Regions from separate parts of the Hordeum vulgare genome. Here region 2 is linked to region 1. The links are chromatin contacts, called in public Hi-C maps. All regions are on one chromosome and are shown on one strand. The core of a region is the stretch at or near the end of the contact, and the rest is flanking DNA. Distances in the headings are between cores, read along the strand shown. Region 1 holds the start of LOC123426399 (probable carbohydrate esterase At4g34215). Region 2 holds the start of LOC123426401 (tRNA-dihydrouridine(20/20a) synthase-like).

Evidence for each region. A called contact is a pair of places that touch in the nucleus more often than the background predicts.
Region 2: a contact with region 1 is called in a Hi-C map of leaf, with 5 times the contacts expected there. The contact joins the promoter of LOC123426401 here to the promoter of LOC123426399 in region 1. A contact is called at or near these places in 2 of 6 Hi-C or Micro-C datasets (leaf and seedling).

Annotation. Positions count from the first base shown.
Region 1 is chr2H:394,163,850-394,166,768 of MorexV3_pseudomolecules_assembly, reverse strand. It overlaps LOC123426399 (probable carbohydrate esterase At4g34215), which reads left to right and starts at 1,505. Exons shown (of 3, transcript XR_006622186.1): 1 at 1,505-2,110.
Region 2 is chr2H:394,626,903-394,629,821 of MorexV3_pseudomolecules_assembly, reverse strand. LOC123426401 (tRNA-dihydrouridine(20/20a) synthase-like) reads left to right here and starts at 1,378. Exons shown (of 12, transcript XM_045110235.1): 1 at 1,378-1,644; 2 at 1,752-1,878. The coding sequence starts at 1,475.

The DNA.
Region 1 (2,919 bases), core at 256-2,755:
GTGAAATCCTCTGGCTCTGAATCACCTTCGAATTCTCTTTTCCTCTTCAAATATTTTATTTTCTGGTGGGGAACAACATCCTTATTCTCCTCCTCTCCAACTACATCCTTCCCCGTGTCATAATCAGCATCTGAACTATCATCATCATCTTCAGAGCTGTCAGCATTTGTAACTTCTTTCTCCATAAATAGTTCCTCCTCCTCCATGTGAACTTCTTGCACTACTGGCATGCTATCAGCAAACTCATTGAGAAATCCATCTAGCTCATTGACACTTGCAATGTCCTTCCCCTTTCTCACATTGCAGCTCTTCTGAGTGAAAATGTAATCTCTAATAGAATCTTGTGCGTATACACTTAAAATAGGAGCAGAACACTCTGCTCTTTCACCGGAGTGAGCTGGATAGAGCACACATGCATCATCTATATCATATACTTTAGGTGAAACAATCTCTGAAATAGGCATCTGCTTCTCACTTTCATCCCGTATGCCATCATCGAGACTGGGCGGGGAAGAAAGATTTGTCCCCGCGGTCGAGGGAAGAGGAGTTCCTAAATGTGGCGGTCGAGGGAGAAGGAGCACACATGCAAAAGTGACGTTTTTTTGCAACAAAAACAAAAGGTGGTGGTTTTTTGATTTAGGGTCCCTAAATGTGGTGGTTTTTTTTGCAATTTATCTGCTTTGTCTATCGCCGTCTAACGGCAGCCCACGAGTGCGGGCCACAAACACCCGACAGCGGACCCCGTGCGTCAGGTTTGCCCTCAAACAACGCTGATCGCACGATCAGCGTTTTTGACAAACTGTAAATGCAAAAGTGATAATTTTTCACAACAAAAACGAAAGGCAATGATTTTTTAATTTAGGGTCCCTAAATATGGTGGTTTTTTGCAACTTACTCCAAATTTATGTTCCAAATACCTAAACATCCAAACAAAAATATTGACATTCAATCTCAATATCAATATAATATGATATTGATATGGGGGCTGCTACCCATCTACCGACGGATGTTTAGTAAACATCCGTCACCTGGAGGTCCGTCCGATGTACGCGCAGTTGTCCCGATCTGCACGCTCGCAGCCGTCCGATCCGCTTCAGCCGGGCATCCTATAATTCCTGAAACAACGACCGAGTTGCAGAAACTTTCATTCCTGAAACGACGACCGAGTTGCAGAAACTTTCGCTTTGTTACGAGAAATAAATTTTGCACTCGTTAATTCCTGAAACAACGGTCGAGTTTCAGAAACAATTTGCTTGTTGCAGAATTATTTTCCTTCATCTTTGTGTAACATAGGGAGGACGTGGGACAAAGAGATAGCCCAGGCAGCCATTCGATCGACTCGATCGAACGACAACACGTCCGACCGATGTCTAGCACGGATCAGCCGGCTGAGGAAAAGGTTTTCCCTATTGATATTCAATCCAATGGAATGTCAAGGCTTCCAATGCAAACATCCAAACAGAGTGTTAGTGTCATACTAGAAGACTAGTACATATTGTGTACGAGTAGAATCCTGCGGGCAAGGAACGGGCGTAACGCTTGAAGCCGCTGTGTTCTCTTCTTCACACTTTCCTCGCCGCTGCTCCCGCAGGCCGCAGTCATGCGCATCTTCCTTCTGTCAGGGCAGAGCAACATGGCCGGCCGCGGCGGCGTGCACCAGCGGCGGTGGGATGGGGTCGTGCCGCCGGAGTGCGCGCCGGACCCCTCCATCCTCCGTCTCTCCGCCTCGCTCGCATGGGAGGAGGCCCACGAGCCGCTGCACGCCGACATCGACACGACCAAGACCTGCGGCGTCGGCCCCGGGATGGCCTTCGCCCGCGCCATTCTCCCGGAGCTGCAGCCCCCAGGCACCGCCGGGGTAGGGCTCGTACCGTGCGCCGTTGGCGGCACGGCCATCCGGGAGTGGGCCCGCGGGGAGCACCTGTACGAGCAGATGGTGCGGCGCGCGCGCGCCGCGACCGAGTGCGGAGAGATCGAGGCCGTGCTGTGGTACCAGGGGGAGAGCGATGCAGAGTCCGATGCCGAAACGGCGGCATACCAGGGGAACGTGGAGAGGCTGATAGCAAATATCAGGGCAGATCTTGGGATGCCGCATCTACCATTCATTCAGGTGATGGCCGCGCTAGGTAAATAGTGTAATTTGTCTTCATTCTTGGCATCAGGGGCGGAGCCAGAGAATTTAGCCATTGGGTTCACTTATTGTCTCCTTTTTTTTTTGACTATGTTACAGATTAGTTAAGTTTAGAGTCTTATTTTCCACCATCTTTCAGCAAGAGTACAACGCTAAAAATGGCATACATCACAGAAATATGACATAACTTAAAAACTGAAGAGTGCAAGACATACCGGTTGGATCCAATGATAAAATCACTTGTTTAGTCAAATTATAAATAGTACTTGTACCAAATAACTTTATGCTCGAGGTGTAACTTCTTATCTTCCTGAAAACATTGAAAAATGACAAATTTAAATAAATTTCATTAAGCAAAAGAAACATGTAAAGTAGTTCACATCTTAGAAAGGGACATTTTTTATTTTCATTATCTTAAAAAGATCAAGCAATGCATCATTAAGCCATTCTGGAGTAAATCTTCATGAATTATCTACCTTGGCCCTTTGTGGATAACCGGATTTGGCGGTGGTATGTACTCCCTCTGTCCTAAAATAATTGTCTCAACTTTATACTAGCTCTAATACAAAGTTATACTAAGCTTAAGACACTTATTTTGGGACGGAGGGAGTACTCTGTAAGGTTCCCAGGTCAAATGTTTTCACGTGATCTCATCTTACTTCTTAGGCTTTTTGTGTACTATGAAAATTTGTCATGATCAGCGGGATAAAAGCAAGTCATTTGGATTAAATAGAAGTCATTGGAAGACTACTTGCGGCCATGAAAATTTATCCATTGGTCTATATCTT
Region 2 (2,919 bases), core at 129-2,628, 460 kb before region 1:
TTGTAAACATGCACAATCATATTTGGTTAGTTTGTCATATGATGTTGTCATGAGTGTTGATCCCCTGAACATGAGCTAATTAGTTTTTGTCATATGAACTTGGTTAATTTGTCATATGAGATGTTGCCATGTAATATTCGGTTCAAACATTAAACGCGAGCTAAATTTTTTCAGAGGAATTTGTCTCGACGTCGACGATGCCCATCCCGCATCCTCGTCGTCCAGTAGGTGGCGACCACGTGCTTGATAGGCTCCAACATGTGCGGGACTGGGTTTCGCCGGGCTGGCACTGGGAGGTGCTATCTTCCGGGGGTCGCACCTTGGTGCGGAATCCGGGTCTCATCGTTGACCCGGAGCTTCTTTGGTGGCGGTCGCGCGAGCCATTATCGGTGACGAGGGAGCCTGCCCCCACGAAGGTGGTACGTCGTCGTGTCAGGGAGGAGGACGAACACGTCTATGGCTACATGGCTGCGTTGGATGCCAAGTTCTTCAATACCTGTCAGGTTCTTCACGGACATTACCCGAGTCATGATCCGGTGATGGTTCCTTATCTTTGGGTTGCCACCGCTTGCACCGTGAGATGTCAGCTGGATTATTAGTATGAGTTATATGAGTATGAGTTATATGAATGTGAGCTATATGAGTATGAGTTATATGAATATGATCTATATGAGTATGAGTTATATAAGTATGAGCTATATGAGTATGAGCTATATGAATATGAGTTATATGGGTATGAGCTGTATGAGTATGAGTTATATGAGTTATATGAGTTGTTAAATGAGTATGAGTTATATGAATATGAGTTATATGAGCTGTTATGTGATGATGCATTCTGAATACTGTTAATATTGTCGATGATGATGCGTTTTGGTAGTAAACGTTAGCAGTAGCGCTGGAAAATATTAGCAGCAGCGCTGCTTAGCAGCAACGCTTTCTGTGATCAAGCGCTGCTACTAAACTTACCAGTAGCGCTGCCTGTATCTGCGCTACTGCTAGTTTTTAGTTGTAGCGCGATAGCAGTAGCGCGTGGACCAGCGCTACTGCTAATAATATAACCAGCGCTACTAGTAGGGTTTTCCCTAGTAGTGCTACCTCAGCGGCGACCGGATCGACATTATGAAGGACGGAGCTAGCCCTCGGATATAAACACGATGGAGCCGAACGAGCTCCGCTTACTATTATGTTTATGTTATATGTAATATTATGGATTAAAAAAAATTAATTTTTAATATTTAATTATAAAATGCATTATTTAATAGACAGACGGATTTACATAGTAGATGTTCTTGTTTCCGGTGCAAATCCATTTACTCAAGTGGCCCGTAGCGTTACACGATTGCACAGTCGCCGCCGCCGCCTCAGATCGACCGGCAAAGGCAACGAGCCGCCGCACCACTCACCAGTACCCGAGCGTAACGCGCGAGAAGCGGCGCCGCCTCGTGCGGGAGCGGGGACTCAGATAGCCATCGCGATGAGGTCCGCCGCGTGGCACGCCCTGCTCCCGTCACTAGTGCCTGCCAACCCCGGCATCTTCTTCCTCCGCAGCCAGCCCGGGCGGTTCTTGTCACACGCTCACGGCTTGCGGCCGTGTCGCGCTGCGAGCTCTCTGCCCCCCGGGGAGTATCTTCCTCCCTTGTTTAGGTGAGCGGATTCAGATATCTAAGGCACTAGGGGTTGGTCGATGTACCTGGCCATGGTCGGAGCTGACTGATGCTTGTTTTCTTGCCCCCACCCCCCTGCTCCTGCAGCGTGGCGCCGATGATGGACTGGACAGACAATCACTACAGGACGCTCGCGCGGCTGATATCGAGGCACGCCTGGTTATATACAGAGATGGTGGTCGCCGAGACTATTGTGCATCAGAAAGATAAGTTGGTGAGTTAGCCACTTTTGGTCTTTCTTGGTCCGGTGCCATTAAGCTTGAGTGCTTTGGGATAGTAACTGATTTCATTTAACCTGACTAGATATTTTGATTCATGTGGATTAGAATTGTTGGCATTGATTGTGTTAGAGTATAGTATATAATATAGCCATGTACTCCTTTGTATTTATCCCATTGTATAAGTTTTTTTGTGTGCATATAGTCCACGCCTGTACATGTATATATATTGGCCTATGGCCTCATGAAAATACAAGTTGCATATTCCTAACATGGTATTAGAGCCCAGGTTCTTTTTTGCACGCGCAACTCGTGCTCTTTCCGATCCACAGCCGCAGCTGTCTCCTCTTCCCGAGTCCTGTTCGATCCCGTGCCTGAGTCCCGCTGGAACTCGAGGCCAGGTGCGCTCACATCTCGGGCTCTCGTCATATGGAGAGCATCCGCCTCTCAAGATCTCGTCTGCCCCCGTCGATCTGGTGCTGGATTGGTTCCTCAAGTCCGCCCCCGTCGATCTGGTGCTGGATTGGTTCCTCAGGTCCGCCCCCGTCGATCTCTGGTGCTCGCAAGATCTGTCCGCCCTCATCTCCGGCCCGGACTTCGTCGCTCTCTCTATGGCCTTAAGCAAGCCCCGCGCGCCTGGTTTGAGCGATTTGCCTCTGTGGTAACTGCTGCTGGTTTTTCAGCCAGTGCTCATGATCCAGCATTGTTTGTCCACCTTTCTCCTCGTGGTCGGACTCTTCTTCTTCTCTATGTTGATGACATGATCATCACTGGTGATGACCCCTAGTATATTACCTTTGTAAAGGCCCGTCTTAGTGAGCAGTTTTTTATGTCTGATCTTGGACCTCTTCGTTACTTTCTTGGGATTGAAATCTCTTCTACCTCTGATGGCTTTTTTATATCCCAGGAAAAGTATATTCAGGATATTCTTGCTCGTGCTGCTCTTACTGACGAGCGCATTGTTGAGACTCCCATGGAGCTCAATGTTCACGTTCGTGATACTGATGGTGACCCCCTGCCTGACCCGACGCGTTATT